Regions from separate parts of the Mus musculus genome. Here regions 2 and 3 are each linked to region 1. A link is a contact called in public promoter capture Hi-C data. All regions are on one chromosome and are shown on one strand. Each heading gives the region's core, a stretch centred on a gene start, on an enhancer-like site or on the middle of the called end of the contact. The rest is flanking DNA. Distances are from core to core; before and after follow the strand shown.

Region 1 (3,976 bases), core at 127-2,626:
CTCACGTCTTGCTCCCTTGCTTTCTTGTGGCACCCAGACTTCCTTCCAATCCAGGGATGGCACCACCCACAGTGAGCTGGACCCTCCCCCATCAGTCATCAACCAAGAAAATACACCACAGGCTTGCCTACAGGAAAATCTTGTGGAGGCATTTTCTGAAACTCTTCCACCGAGTTAACATGTTAACTCATGTTAGCAACAAACTAGCCAGCACAATGATTCTACTAACTTATTTAGGGAGGGAGGTGGATTGCTTTGTTAATTCTTCACCGTGAGCATTGATTGCAAGAAATACTGCTTAGGGATTTTAGGGGATTTTTTTCTTTACGTTGATGGTCAATAATGCTTGACATGTTTCTACCCACCAAAAGTTGTGATCTTTGGTCAGGCAAAAGAGGCATCTCATGGGAAGCCAGAGGTCCAGACGTCTGAGACCCATGCCCCCCTGATGAAATAGAGCACAGGCTGGACTCAAATTCGCTATGTAGCTGAGGAAGGTCTCGTGCTTCTGAGCCTCTTGTCTCACCCTCAACCCCAGATCTAGCACAGTAAGCGTGAGCCACCACATCCAGTTTATATGATAGTGGGGATCAACCCCAGGACTTTGGTTATGTTAAACAAGCACTCTACCAACTGAGCTACATCCTCAACTCAAGAACCTGCGTTTTAACAAGGTCTGTAGGTGGATATGAACACGTTTATGTCTAAAATGTTTGAATACTTAGTGACACGCTGTCTTTTGTGGGGCCATGTTTCTTCCCAGCTCAAGGGGATTACAACTTGAATACCTATCTTGGATCCCTCACAGTTTCAGCGGTCTAAACTTATTTTTAATAGTCAATTTGTGTGAGTCCCTATGGAAAGACAATGACAGGCCCAAAGAATAAATGATCTGTTTAAATAGCTCCTGTTGCCCACAGCAGAACTCTAGATGATGCCGAAGCAACTGCGTATCCTGACCAGGTCGGAAGGGTGAGGGATAAGAGGCTGTGTGGAATGTCTTCTGGAACTGAGATAAGAGACCTCCTGCGACCTGGGTCAGAATGAGGCAAATGAGGTGACTCTACAAAGTACTCTGGGGCTGTGACCCAGCGGGAATGCAGGTTGCAGAGTGGCCTCTGGGAGGCAGCAAGCTTGCACGGTGCCACCACGAGAAGCAGCGCAGCCCGGGTTGAGGCGCGGAGCTGACTCTGGACAGCAGATGGCACTGCGGGGTCGCGGCCTTCTCCGGGCTAAGACAAGTCGGGGGTGGCCCGGGGAAAACACCTGGGCAGGTGTGGGCGGAGTTTGAGTGGGGAGGAAACTCTAGGGGCGGGGTCTGAGCCTGACCCACTGGCGCTCCTGGCCGTGCCACTTGGAGATGCTTGGCTTTATGAGGCCAGAAGAAGAGGAGCGTCTCCAGACTGTACACAGGCCAGCCGTGACCCTTCAGTTCAGAAAGGTAAGCCCAGCCGCGTCGGGTCAGTTCGATTCCGGGGTTCCAGGTACGTGAGCAGCCACAGGGCGTGGTGGCTTCCAAGAAAAAGATTATTCTGTCCACGGGTGGCGGGATGCTGAGACATCCAGAGCTTGGCTTGTGATACAAGAGCTGAGCGACAGGCGTTTCTGAGCCGGTGTGCGTGGGAGGAGCGCATCTCGGATCTTCTCTGCCTAGCTCACCCCACTTGAAGAGCATGCGTTTGACAGCGACTGTTCTTTCAGTCGCGGGAAAGTTTTTCTTTAGAGGTGCCTGCTGCAGAAAGAATCAAGCACTTGAAGCGGGCTGATTGAAAGTGGAGCCCTTGACTGCAGCGTTGCGATAGCTGGCACGAAGCAGACGGCTTTTGCCGCAAAACTACGCGCCAGGTCGCTTCCCAGACTGCAGCGAGTCAGTGGGGGTAGCTCGGTCCCAGGGCCTTGAGTCCTGGCTTCGGAGGTTCAACCTATTTCCGAATAGCACCGTGGCATGGCGGGAATCAAAACATTGCCCGAACCCAGGCTTTTGTGCCCAAGTTCTAGGATGAACAGAGCCTTGCAAACTGTCACTCCTCGCCAAGCTTCAGTTTCCTGACAGGGACAGAGGCAAGGTTCGGGGGCAGGTGAGGGAATAGAGAAGTGTCAGGAAGAAAAACGGGGACCTGGAATTTCGAAGAATTCGTTCGTTCTTTCATACTGTGTGGCCTTGGGCAGATTACCTAACTTCTTTACACCTCCATTTGCATCTCTGTGGGATGGGGATAGTAATAACACCTCATTTAGTCTGTAGTGAGAATTAAATTAGGTGCAAATGTTGGAATAGGAACCCTGGGCACGGTGTAGCTGTAACTGACGTCTGCCATCATTCTGCAGCAGCTGTCGCCTGAAACCACTATCATTATTTAAGCAATAACACAACTAGTATGTGTTCTTGGGTTCAAATCCTAGCCCGGACACTTTCTATTATGACCTTGGGCAAGCTACTTAGTCTATCTGTGTGTCTCTGTTTCATTTGTGTAATAGGGAAATGATGATATCTACCTGGGAAGACTGTAGAGCGCATTCTGTGAGCTAACCTTTGAGATGAGTTCTGAGCGTATCAGCTTCAAAGTCCTCTAACAGCACCGGGTTGAATCAAGGCCCATAATCTAGTAGAGCTACAATCTTGTTTTGCCTTAGAGTTGAAATATTTATGTGAACATTCTGGAGTCTCCTCTCGCATGACTGGCTGGTCCTCTGCGGACGAGATGAGTGGGAACCCCAAGAATCCAGAATTCACCTTTTGGCAAACATCTGACAGAGGGACCCATTTCTTTTCTTTTCTTTCTTTCTTTCTCTCTTTCTTTCTTTCTTTCTTTCTTTCTTTCTTTCTTTCTTTCTCTTCCTTCCTTCCTTCCTTCCTTCCTTCCTCTTTTTCTTTTTTCTTTTTCTTTTTCTTTGTGACAGAGTCTTATTACATAGCCTTGGATGGCCTAAAACTTGATAATTTGATAGATAGACCAAGGTGACTTAAACTCACAGAGATCCTCTTACCTCTGCCATTTGAGTACTGGGATCCAAGGTGTGTGTTACCATGCTCCACGGCATTTTTTTTTTAAAAGGATGACAACATTCAAAATAAATAAGGTAAATCACACTGCTTGCCAGGGAGCTAATAATTTTGTCAGTAAGAGACAGTTTTTCTCAACCTAGAAAAAAATCATGTAAGTCTGTGGGTAGGGCAGGTTACTGGGCGTGGTCGGCTGCCCCTGGCCTCTGTTCTCTTGTGCTATGCTCTTGTGCTTCCTTCTTTAGTACTATGTATAATCCTTAAACCCACAAGCATTGTAAACTTGAGAGCCTTGCCCCCCAACCTTCCCCCAATTTTGGACCACGTTCCATTGATTCAGTTTGGAAGAAAACTAAGCCTGGTGGCCCAGAATCCTGCCTAGAGAACTTGATGGTGACATCGTTAGGTTAAGCAAACTAAGCCACTCTCAAAAAGAGGTTTTCTCTCTTATGTAAAACTTAGATTTAAGTGAGAGAGCGAGAGGAATGAAAAGGGGGACCGTGAGCGAGTAGACAGAGGTTGTAAAGGGGGGGGTCGAGAACAGAAATGTGTGTGTCATGAAAGCAGAAAAAAGGGGGGAATATTTGGGAGGAGAAAGGGGCCCAGCAGGTGCAATGAGGGAAGGGGCAAATTGAAACAAAGTTTAATGACACATATGTCTGAAAACGACATTTTATAAACTCCATTATTTTATTCATCATCTTGAAAAAGAAAAAGAAAAAAATTGATGGGGCCATCAAAATCCTTGACTTGATTGCAGACCCCACGTAGACATAGGAGCCATGCTGTGTATCCTTAGGAAGTCACTCCACCTCTCTGATACAGAGATAACAGCAGTATATCTACCTCACATAACTGTTGAAATATATAAGCTACTGTATATTTATATACAGAGATTACATAATTATGAGGCTGGTGATTCTATACACGGTAGAGTGATCTAATGTGCAATGTACAGTACATAGCTAAAAT
Region 2 (4,177 bases), core at 163-2,662, 740 kb after region 1:
ACAGCCAGCGTCGTCTCTTGACTTTCCACTAGGCAGAAGCAGCAGGCATGGAGCATGTGCAGTATCGTTTAACCTCCAAGGGGCCAATACACTTCCCCATTGTATAGATGAGGACAGGAAAGTTAGAAGGTTTAGTAAGGGGAAGCAAGAAGGCTTGGCAAGTAAAATGTTTGTGCGTCGGTATGAGAACTGAGCTCTGCCGCTCCGTGGTGCTGCAGGCCTGCAATCTCCTTGCTGGGAAGGCAGAGACAGGAGAATTGCTGGGGTTGCAGGCCAGCCAGTCTAACCAGGCTGATGAACCCTAGGTGAGAGTTCGGAGTAAGAGACCCTACCTATAATCACACACCACACACACACACACACACACACACACACACACACACACACACACTGGTGAGCAGGCGTGGTGTCAGAGGTTAAACGACTTGGTCAAGGTTACAGAGCTAGCACTTGTTATCTGGGATTCGACCTCCTGTCTGTCTTAATACAGAGACCTTAACACTTAATTATACTGTTGGACAGTGTTTTAATTCTTTAGGGATAGTGGAGACCCTGTGGCTTTTGGACCATAAAATTAAAAACTCTTTGCCAAGCTTGGGTGCGTGCATATCAATCAAGCCGAAATGAGGACTGCTCTGCGAACTGGGGAAGAAGGCTTCTTTTTTTCCGGAGAGCTCAGACCAAGCCACTGACAGCTCATTTACGTGATTCGGCTGCAGTTTGACAATCATAGTACAAGACTTGCATACAATTAGTCTGATGGTTCTTACACAGTCTCTTGGAAAAAAGAAAAGCCTTTGGAATTTTCCCTCTGTTTGGCCTTCTGCATGATGTAACCACGGCTTTATTTAGTTGGTTGTCTACCCCGGAATAGTGTGGTCTGCTGCCTTCTGCATCACTGTGGGCTGATTGAGGTCTTGTTTTCCTGGAGGGCAGATGCTGTTGCGCAGACCTGCTCTGTGGCTCTCCTCCCGCAGGATCATTCAAGCGAGCAGAACACGAAGGCAGAATTTCTTCTGTGCATGACAATGATTGCTCCAAGAGTAAGCTGGAGTCCTGTTAAATATGCAATGCAAATGGATTGTAAATGAGAAGTCTCCTCCGCAAGGGTCGGGAGGTCTGAACTCTGGGGGCCTCTCCATCCCTTCTTATCACCTGGCTCATGAACCTGACACCCCTTTTACAATCATCTTTTCTGGCCACCCAAGAGCTCCTAATGAGGGCAGAAGCTGCCTGCTCGTGTAACCCTTTCAGACACCTGGTGATTGGAAACTGGAGAGACAGCAAGCTTTCGATGCTCTGTCAGATGCCCTGAGTTATCATCAGCTGCCTGCTGGGCTTTGAGAAGGGCTGGGAAGGCGGTGAGAAGGCTGGGTAGCGGACTGCTATTGTCTGTGCCTCCTCCTCCCACTCTGAGCTGCGTGAGGCAGCCAGGGATGGCTGGATTTGGGCTCTCACGCAGCTGCCTTCTCTGACCCTCGCTGGGTGCCTGCCTCAGCTCAGAGAATCAGTCTCTGCAGGGATTTGGGATGAGAGCTAAGAGCCTGCTCCCCGGGTTGAAGATCAATGAGCCTTTGATTTTGTTTCTTCTTCCAGTCTAGCCCACTGTCTTTGCCTATAGCTTAAGAAACCCCAATCTAAGAGGCCTTTCAAATTGAAAAGTGAACTGGTCTGTAGGAAATTGTGGTTAGTAGAAAAAGACAAGTCATCAAAGATCCAGCTGTCTCCAAGGACACCCCGTGCCATCTTTTCCCTTCTTTCTTTGAATTTTTCTTTCTTCGTTTTTCCACCCTGCCTGGTGCTGAGGCTGGAACTCAGCGCCTTGTGTGAGTCAAGGCAAGCCCTTACCACTGGAGCTACCCCCAGCCTCAGCTTATTTCTTTGTTTTGTAGAGGCAGACACTTGACAGCTGTCAACCTGTAGGTAGCAGAGGAAGCCTAGAGTGGACAAAGTCCCGAGTGAGTGTGTTGTTGACATGGGCAACCCTCAGCAAGGACCCCAAGGCACTGGACCCATGGAAAATTGGCAAAGCCATTTACCCACATGGACCAGGCTCAAAAGGGCAACAAAGCTCTCTTCTGGGTCTGAGTGTTTACAGATGATTGGTCAGTGTGTGCAAAGACTAGCAACTGTAGCTTCCTCTTCCTCATCCCTAATGCTTACAGTCTGAGACTGCTCACTTACAGAGACTTATTACTGAGATCAGCGAACCCTGATCCCTGTGCTGTCCCTAATGAACACACCAGCGATCTAGGTTGCTAGAGGTCGTAGGTGCCTTACAAAGAGCATACTCCCACCTGAAGGGGGGTGAGGGGAGAGCATGTATGTCCTTTCAAGACTCAATGCATATGGGGACCAGCATGTATATATAGCACAGTCTGTACTAGGCACAGTGCTTAGTTCTTTTTAGTACTGATATGTTTTTCTCTTTGTTTATAGTTGGGGAAACTGATACTCAGAGGACTTTACTGACTGAGGCACACAGACAGACATGGACCTGGAGAGGGAGCTGAGAGTTCTAGATCTGGATTGCAGGCAGCTAGAGGAGAGAGTGATACTAGGCCAGGCATGAGTGTTTGAAACCTCAAAGCCCACCCCCTGTGACACACTTCCTCTAACAAGACCACGCCTACTCCAGCAAGGTCACACCTACTCCCAAAAGACCACACCTCCCATTAGTGCCACTAACTGTGAGTTTATGGGAGTCATTTTCATTCAAACCAACCCATGAAATTACCCACGGTGACTTGGCTTGGTGCATGAGCGTAACTGAAGTCTGATTCCTGTTCTGTTGAAGCTAAAGCCTAGGCCATTAGCCATTGTGCCCACACTGAGACTTTAGGAATGGAAATGACTTCAACTTGAGGGGTAGGTATGCTTTCCCTCCAGCCTTCAGCAAACACACAGCTTCCATTTCTCTTCTGCCTTGGAGCTGCCAGCTTTTCCCGTGGGGTTCTCCTTGGCTATGTATGGTTTACCAGATCTCCTCAACTCATGATGTTAGTCTAACCTGGGCTTAGTATAATCTCTTCTCAAGAGACAGGTTAGGCGACTTTCTGTTACACTTTTTTCTAGACATGATAGACAGGCAAATATTAGGATCTAGGTTTCTTCAACAAGGATATTGCTCTGCAGGTTTCCAGAGAGGGCCTCCTGCCTGGGACATGAGCCTGAAAGTCAATGCAAAGGGTTATTTCTGTAGCTTTGTCATTGGTGAGTCTTAGGCACGGGGTGCATTGGCTAGCCCCAGCCCCAGCCCCAGCCCCAGCCCCAGCCCCAGCCCCAGCCCCAGCCCCAGCCCCAGCCCCAGCCCCAGCCCAATCCTATCAGCAGATTATGTCTTTAGAGTGTTTATTGTGGAAAGAGATGGAGGTGCTGGCTGCCTTATGTCTCTGGTCAGTGTTCAGCAACTACTTGCTGAGCATAAGAGTTGAAACAAGAATGGACTGGAGTTATGGTTCAGTGGTTAAGAACATTCGCAGCTCTTGCAGAGGACCTGGGTTCAGTTCCCAGCTCCTAGTGGTACTCACTGCTGTCTCTAACGCTCGTTCTGAGGAATGTGTCATCTTCTGGTCTTCACAGGCAGCAGGCATAAGGTGGTGCACATGGATACATTCAAACACTCATCTATACAAAATAATAAGAACAAGCTTTTTAAAGGGGCAGCGCCTCCTCCCTACCTATTCAGTAATCCCAGCTCTGTGTATTAACTTGGGCCAACCTTGCCTTTCTCCAGCCAGCACACTTGGTAACAGGAAGAAATGCTAGAGCTTCTTGGTTTTTGTGTTTTTTGTTTTTTTAAGAACCCTGTGGTGACCTATGAGGTAATTCCTATTCCATGTTGATGGCTTTTTCCAGTTTAACAAAAGGAAATAATGCAACCTCAGAGAGGTAAATTTATGCACCCAAAGTCTTCATATGCTGGGGTCAGAGGGGCTTGAGTTAAATATAGGTGTGACTGACTCCTGTCCTAGGTTGATCATGTGCCATGTGCCACTTTCCTGAGAGTGCAGATCTCCCCTCTGCCTTTATTCATTCAGTTGTTTTTCAAATCCTTTCGTGATGGGAGGCTCTTCCTCCCCACCCCCACCCCCGACACCATGAGGGTTCACGGTGGGTGTGAGTATGGCTTTCCACACACTGGTTCACAAACCTGCTGAGAGACAAGAACAGTGAG
Region 3 (3,704 bases), core at 258-2,757, 790 kb before region 1:
CAGGGCTCGCTATAGGAGGGAGCTTGGGGCTGGCGGTGCCTCACACTCCTCCTCCCGCAGCTCTGCGCTGAGGATGTGAAGGACTTTCTGGAGCACATGGCTGTAGTGAGAATCAACAAAGGCTGGGAGTTCTTACTGCCTTACGACCTGGAGTTTATCAAGAAGCATCCAGATGTGGTCCAGCGGCAGCACATGCTGTGGTCGGGCATCCAGGCCAAGTAAGGGCTTGTGGGGCAGCATGAGGGGTGTAGTAGGTGGCCCTGGCCCTGCCTCCCAGGAACAGCACACTTGGGCTGCGTCTGGGCAGTGAGGGACACTTGGGGTGGGGCTGTGTGTACCACAAAGATGATCACTAAATATCCCCACATCTTCTTACCGCAGGCTGATGCAGCCATACCCTTGGCTTGTCGTCTGCTTTGTTCTGAGGGCTAGAGAGGAGAAAGAAGGGCACTTAGTCTAGTGAGAAAAACAGGATTGTCATTCTCTTGACACTGGCCCTGGGCTCTGGCTAGGGGCTGGCGTGCACAGAGGGCTTGTATGGGAGAAGGCCTGGCTGAACCCTGTGTGCAGAGTGTTTTGGTGACCCAATGCCCTGGGCTTGGGGGCTTGTTCTGTGATGAGGCGATACAACGTATACGTTAGAGTTTAAAGGGTTTGTTCTTTTTTTCAGATTAGAAAAAGTCTATAATCTCGTAAAAGAAACCATGCCAAAGAAGCCGGATGGACAATCAGGTGTGTGTGGCTTCAAGGCTGGGTAGGCTTCCAGCTTGGTCCCTGGCCCAGAAGGGGCCCTTTTTGGGATCAGGCCCAGAAGAGGGCCATGTTATTTTCAAAGTTCATCCTTTCTGTGCTGACCTTCCTTCTCTCTCCACCCCACCACCAAGTTAGCCTATTGCTTGTCCAACAGGACAGCCTCAGTGGTCCCCACTCCCACCCCAGGAGGGCACTGTGTCCTTGAGGGCAGAGTGGAGTCTGAGACCTGTTGGATCAGCAGGTGGTGTTATAGGAGCTGCTGGAATCCCAGCAGGGCTCTGTAATTCTGTGCCCACTTGATTTCTCCCCTCAGTGTTAGATAGCAGAGTTCCTCCTGAGCAAGGAAGAGCGGAAGACAGCACATGGTTCCTTGCTTCAGGAGCTGCCTTCTGGTGTCCCCTACTCTCTGTCTCCATGCTTTGTCTGCCTGGGACCTGTACCCTTCTGAACCATAGTGTCTATCTACACAGCGCCTGTTGGTCTGGTCTCTGGGGAACAGCGGGTCCAAACAGCCAAAACCAAGGCCCAGCAGAACCATGCCTTCTTGGAGCGTGAACTGCAGCGACGGAAGGAGCAGATGCGGGCAGCCACAGTCCTGCCCAGCGTGCAGATCAAGGAGGAACCCCTGAGTGAGGAGGAAGCCGATGGGGCTGAGCTGGAGGCTGAGGAAGAGGAGCCCATGGACACTGCACCCAGCACTTGCCTCAGCACCAAGTTGGCCAATGGGCTGCCTGCTGGGCGGGCAGTGGGTGGGGACAGCCTAAATGGACACCCAGTTCCAGGCTGTGCCAGCAACCCGGTTGCCTGTGAACTGAAGGCTTTTGTGGAAGCCACCTTTCAGAGACAGTTTGTGCTCACGCTGAGCGAACTCAAGCGCCTCTTCAACCTGCACCTGGCAGGCCTGCCCCCGGGCCATATACTCTTCAGTGGCGTCTCAGACCGAATGCTACAGGATACGGTGCTGGCCGCTGGCTGCAAGCAGATACTGGTGCCTGTAAGTAAAACCTGTGTCTGTCAGGACAGGGTCAATCAGAGCCCTTCAGGAGGACAGCTGGGCGGTCTTCGCCTTCTTAGGAATCAGGCATGCGGAGAAATCTGTGTGTCTTGGCTCCATCTGTCTGTCTTAGGGACAGTGGCTGTGAGCCTGCGTGTGGATAGGGTACATGTTGTGTTCACTAGATGGCTATGTGAGTCTCAGGGCTCCCTGTCCTCATCTGAAGTGGGTGTGTTGGTTTTCTACCACAGGAAAGTAAGTTTGATAGGGCCCTAGGCACTATCAACGCCTCAGTAAACATAAGTCCTTTCCCCGGTTGGTATTTAGTTAGTCTCTAGGATATGAGTGGTACAGCTAGAATTTGAACCTCAGTCTAGAGGCTCTATCTAATCTGCTTTCGCAGAGATGAGATGAGCACTTCCCCTCGTAGGGAAGCCATGGCTTCCAGGCTATTTGACCATATAAGCTCTAGCCTCTGCAGTAGGCTTGGGGTGGTGGTGAACCTCCTTTACTTCAGTCATGTGGAGTGGGCTCCGCAGTGGGCTGGAGACTGTTGCCGTTGGCGGAAAGGAGTGTTTGGGTACAGTCTGAGGGAAGCTGTGTGGCTCATTCCTAGGCTCTAGCCAGCCCAGGAAGCAAATCAGGTAGGGACTGTGGGGAGGTGGCTATTCTGGCTTATATAGGGAGTATGCCATGTGCAGCAGCAAGGTCACAAGCACAAGGATGAAGCTTAGGCCAAGGCCCTTGCTTCTGTATGTAAGGAACAAAACAAGAGGCGCTGTGACCTCTATTGGTGGAATTTTCTTGCTGAGGTTTGCTTTTATAAGATGCTGGGATTGGGTTCATGGCTACCGCAAGTGGGGCCAGTATTCTGCAGGCCAACTTTTCTATGTCCTGGGCAGGAAAAGGATACTAGTCTGGTAGTAGAGATTGCCTAGGCCATTCACATGGACAGAGGATGAGGGACCTTCTGTGAAAGTGGTACTCTTTCCTGCTTAGCCATGCTCCTTCCTCTCAGAAGTGCTGGCATCTAGAGAACACCCCAGCCCTGTGTGGAGCAGTTTGACCCAAGGGCCATTTTCATAGCATGTCCAAGAAAAAAAGGTCATGGAAAGTAGACATAAAGACCCAGGTTTAACTCGTGCTTCACTCCTCTGCACTAAGGACCTATAGACAGTGAACATGCTTATCCTTTTGGTGAATGGGCAGGGCAACCCCTCGGCGAGGCTCAGGTTCTGTCAGGCTTTATGTGTTAGTGAGCATGGATCAGCTATAGGATCGAGACTGCAGGCCACAGTGCTGGCATCTCCCCTGACCTCCTTTTCAGACACCAGGACTGTCATCCTCTTCTGGTTGCCCCTGAAGCATGCCGCAAAAAAGGCATGGGAGTTTGCCAACATCTTGTTTTAGCTACTCTTCTTATGCTGTGCTTGTGGGAAACAGCTGAGCAGAAGTCGTAAGGAATACTAGGGAGGGGAGACTTTAGAACATTGCCAGGTAGATGCCTCCAGGCAGCAGCAGCAGCACACTGATGCCATCCCAAGCACCTGTTGGTGCACTGGCATTGCAGATTCCTCAGAGCCAGTGAGTGGGCTAGGTGGATTGAAGTGGGCAGAGCATGGGGTTGACAAGGCAGCGAAATGACCAGCTCATGCTTGGGCCAGTTTCCCCCACAGACTGCTGCTTCCCCTGATGAGCAGAAGGTATTTGCCCTCTGGGAGTCTGGAGACATGAGTGACCAGGTAAGGTGCTTTTTTCCCTTCCATCTTTCTTTCTCAAGAGTAGGAGTCCTGGAAGATTGAGGCCATTAGGAGCTGGGCACTGGAGTACAGTTGGACACATCAGATTTTTCAATCACTCCAAGACAGGCAGTGGTTTGAACCAGAACTTGGATGTCTGCCAAATTAGCACAGAATCACCTTTGAAAAGGTGACTGGTTTCTGGGAGTATGGTGGCC

What was found. Promoter capture Hi-C pulls out the DNA fragments that hold promoters and counts their contacts.
Region 2: a promoter capture Hi-C map of embryonic stem cells shows a contact between it and region 1, with 2.8 times the contacts expected there. The contact joins the enhancer-like site here to the promoter of Scnn1g in region 1. A contact is called at or near these places in 2 of 39 promoter capture datasets (embryonic stem cells and liver) and 3 of 484 Hi-C or Micro-C datasets (B cells, the N1E-115 cell line and embryonic stem cells).
Region 3: a promoter capture Hi-C map of embryonic stem cells shows a contact between it and region 1, with 3 times the contacts expected there. The contact joins the enhancer-like site here to the promoter of Scnn1g in region 1. A contact is called at or near these places in 2 of 39 promoter capture datasets (embryonic stem cells and hippocampal neurons), 2 of 484 Hi-C or Micro-C datasets (the N1E-115 cell line and cortical neurons) and 1 of 115 datasets of contacts at active chromatin or transcription factors (bone marrow-derived macrophages).

Annotation. Positions count from the first base shown.
Region 1 is chr7:121,733,103-121,737,078 of GRCm38.p6, forward strand. Scnn1g (sodium channel, nonvoltage-gated 1 gamma) reads left to right here and starts at 1,377. Exons shown (of 13, transcript NM_011326.3): 1 at 1,377-1,441.
Region 2 is chr7:122,477,104-122,481,280 of GRCm38.p6, forward strand. The region is part of intron 5 of Prkcb (protein kinase C, beta); the gene reads left to right. Among named protein-coding and RNA genes, the nearest start is that of Gm51497, 180 kb to the left of the region's middle. Within about 2 kb of position 1,413, at least 59 of the 459 cell types and tissues checked have an H3K27ac peak or open chromatin away from gene starts, as enhancers often do. A contact at or near this core is called in embryonic stem cells, where this site is marked.
Region 3 is chr7:120,939,079-120,942,782 of GRCm38.p6, forward strand. It overlaps Polr3e (polymerase (RNA) III (DNA directed) polypeptide E), which reads left to right. Exons shown (of 21, transcript NM_025298.4): 16 at 61-218; 17 at 671-732; 18 at 1,224-1,747; 19 at 3,412-3,489. Among named protein-coding and RNA genes, the nearest start is that of Polr3e, 23 kb to the left of the region's middle. Within about 2 kb of position 1,508, at least 34 of the 459 cell types and tissues checked have an H3K27ac peak or open chromatin away from gene starts, as enhancers often do. A contact at or near this core is called in embryonic stem cells, where this site is marked.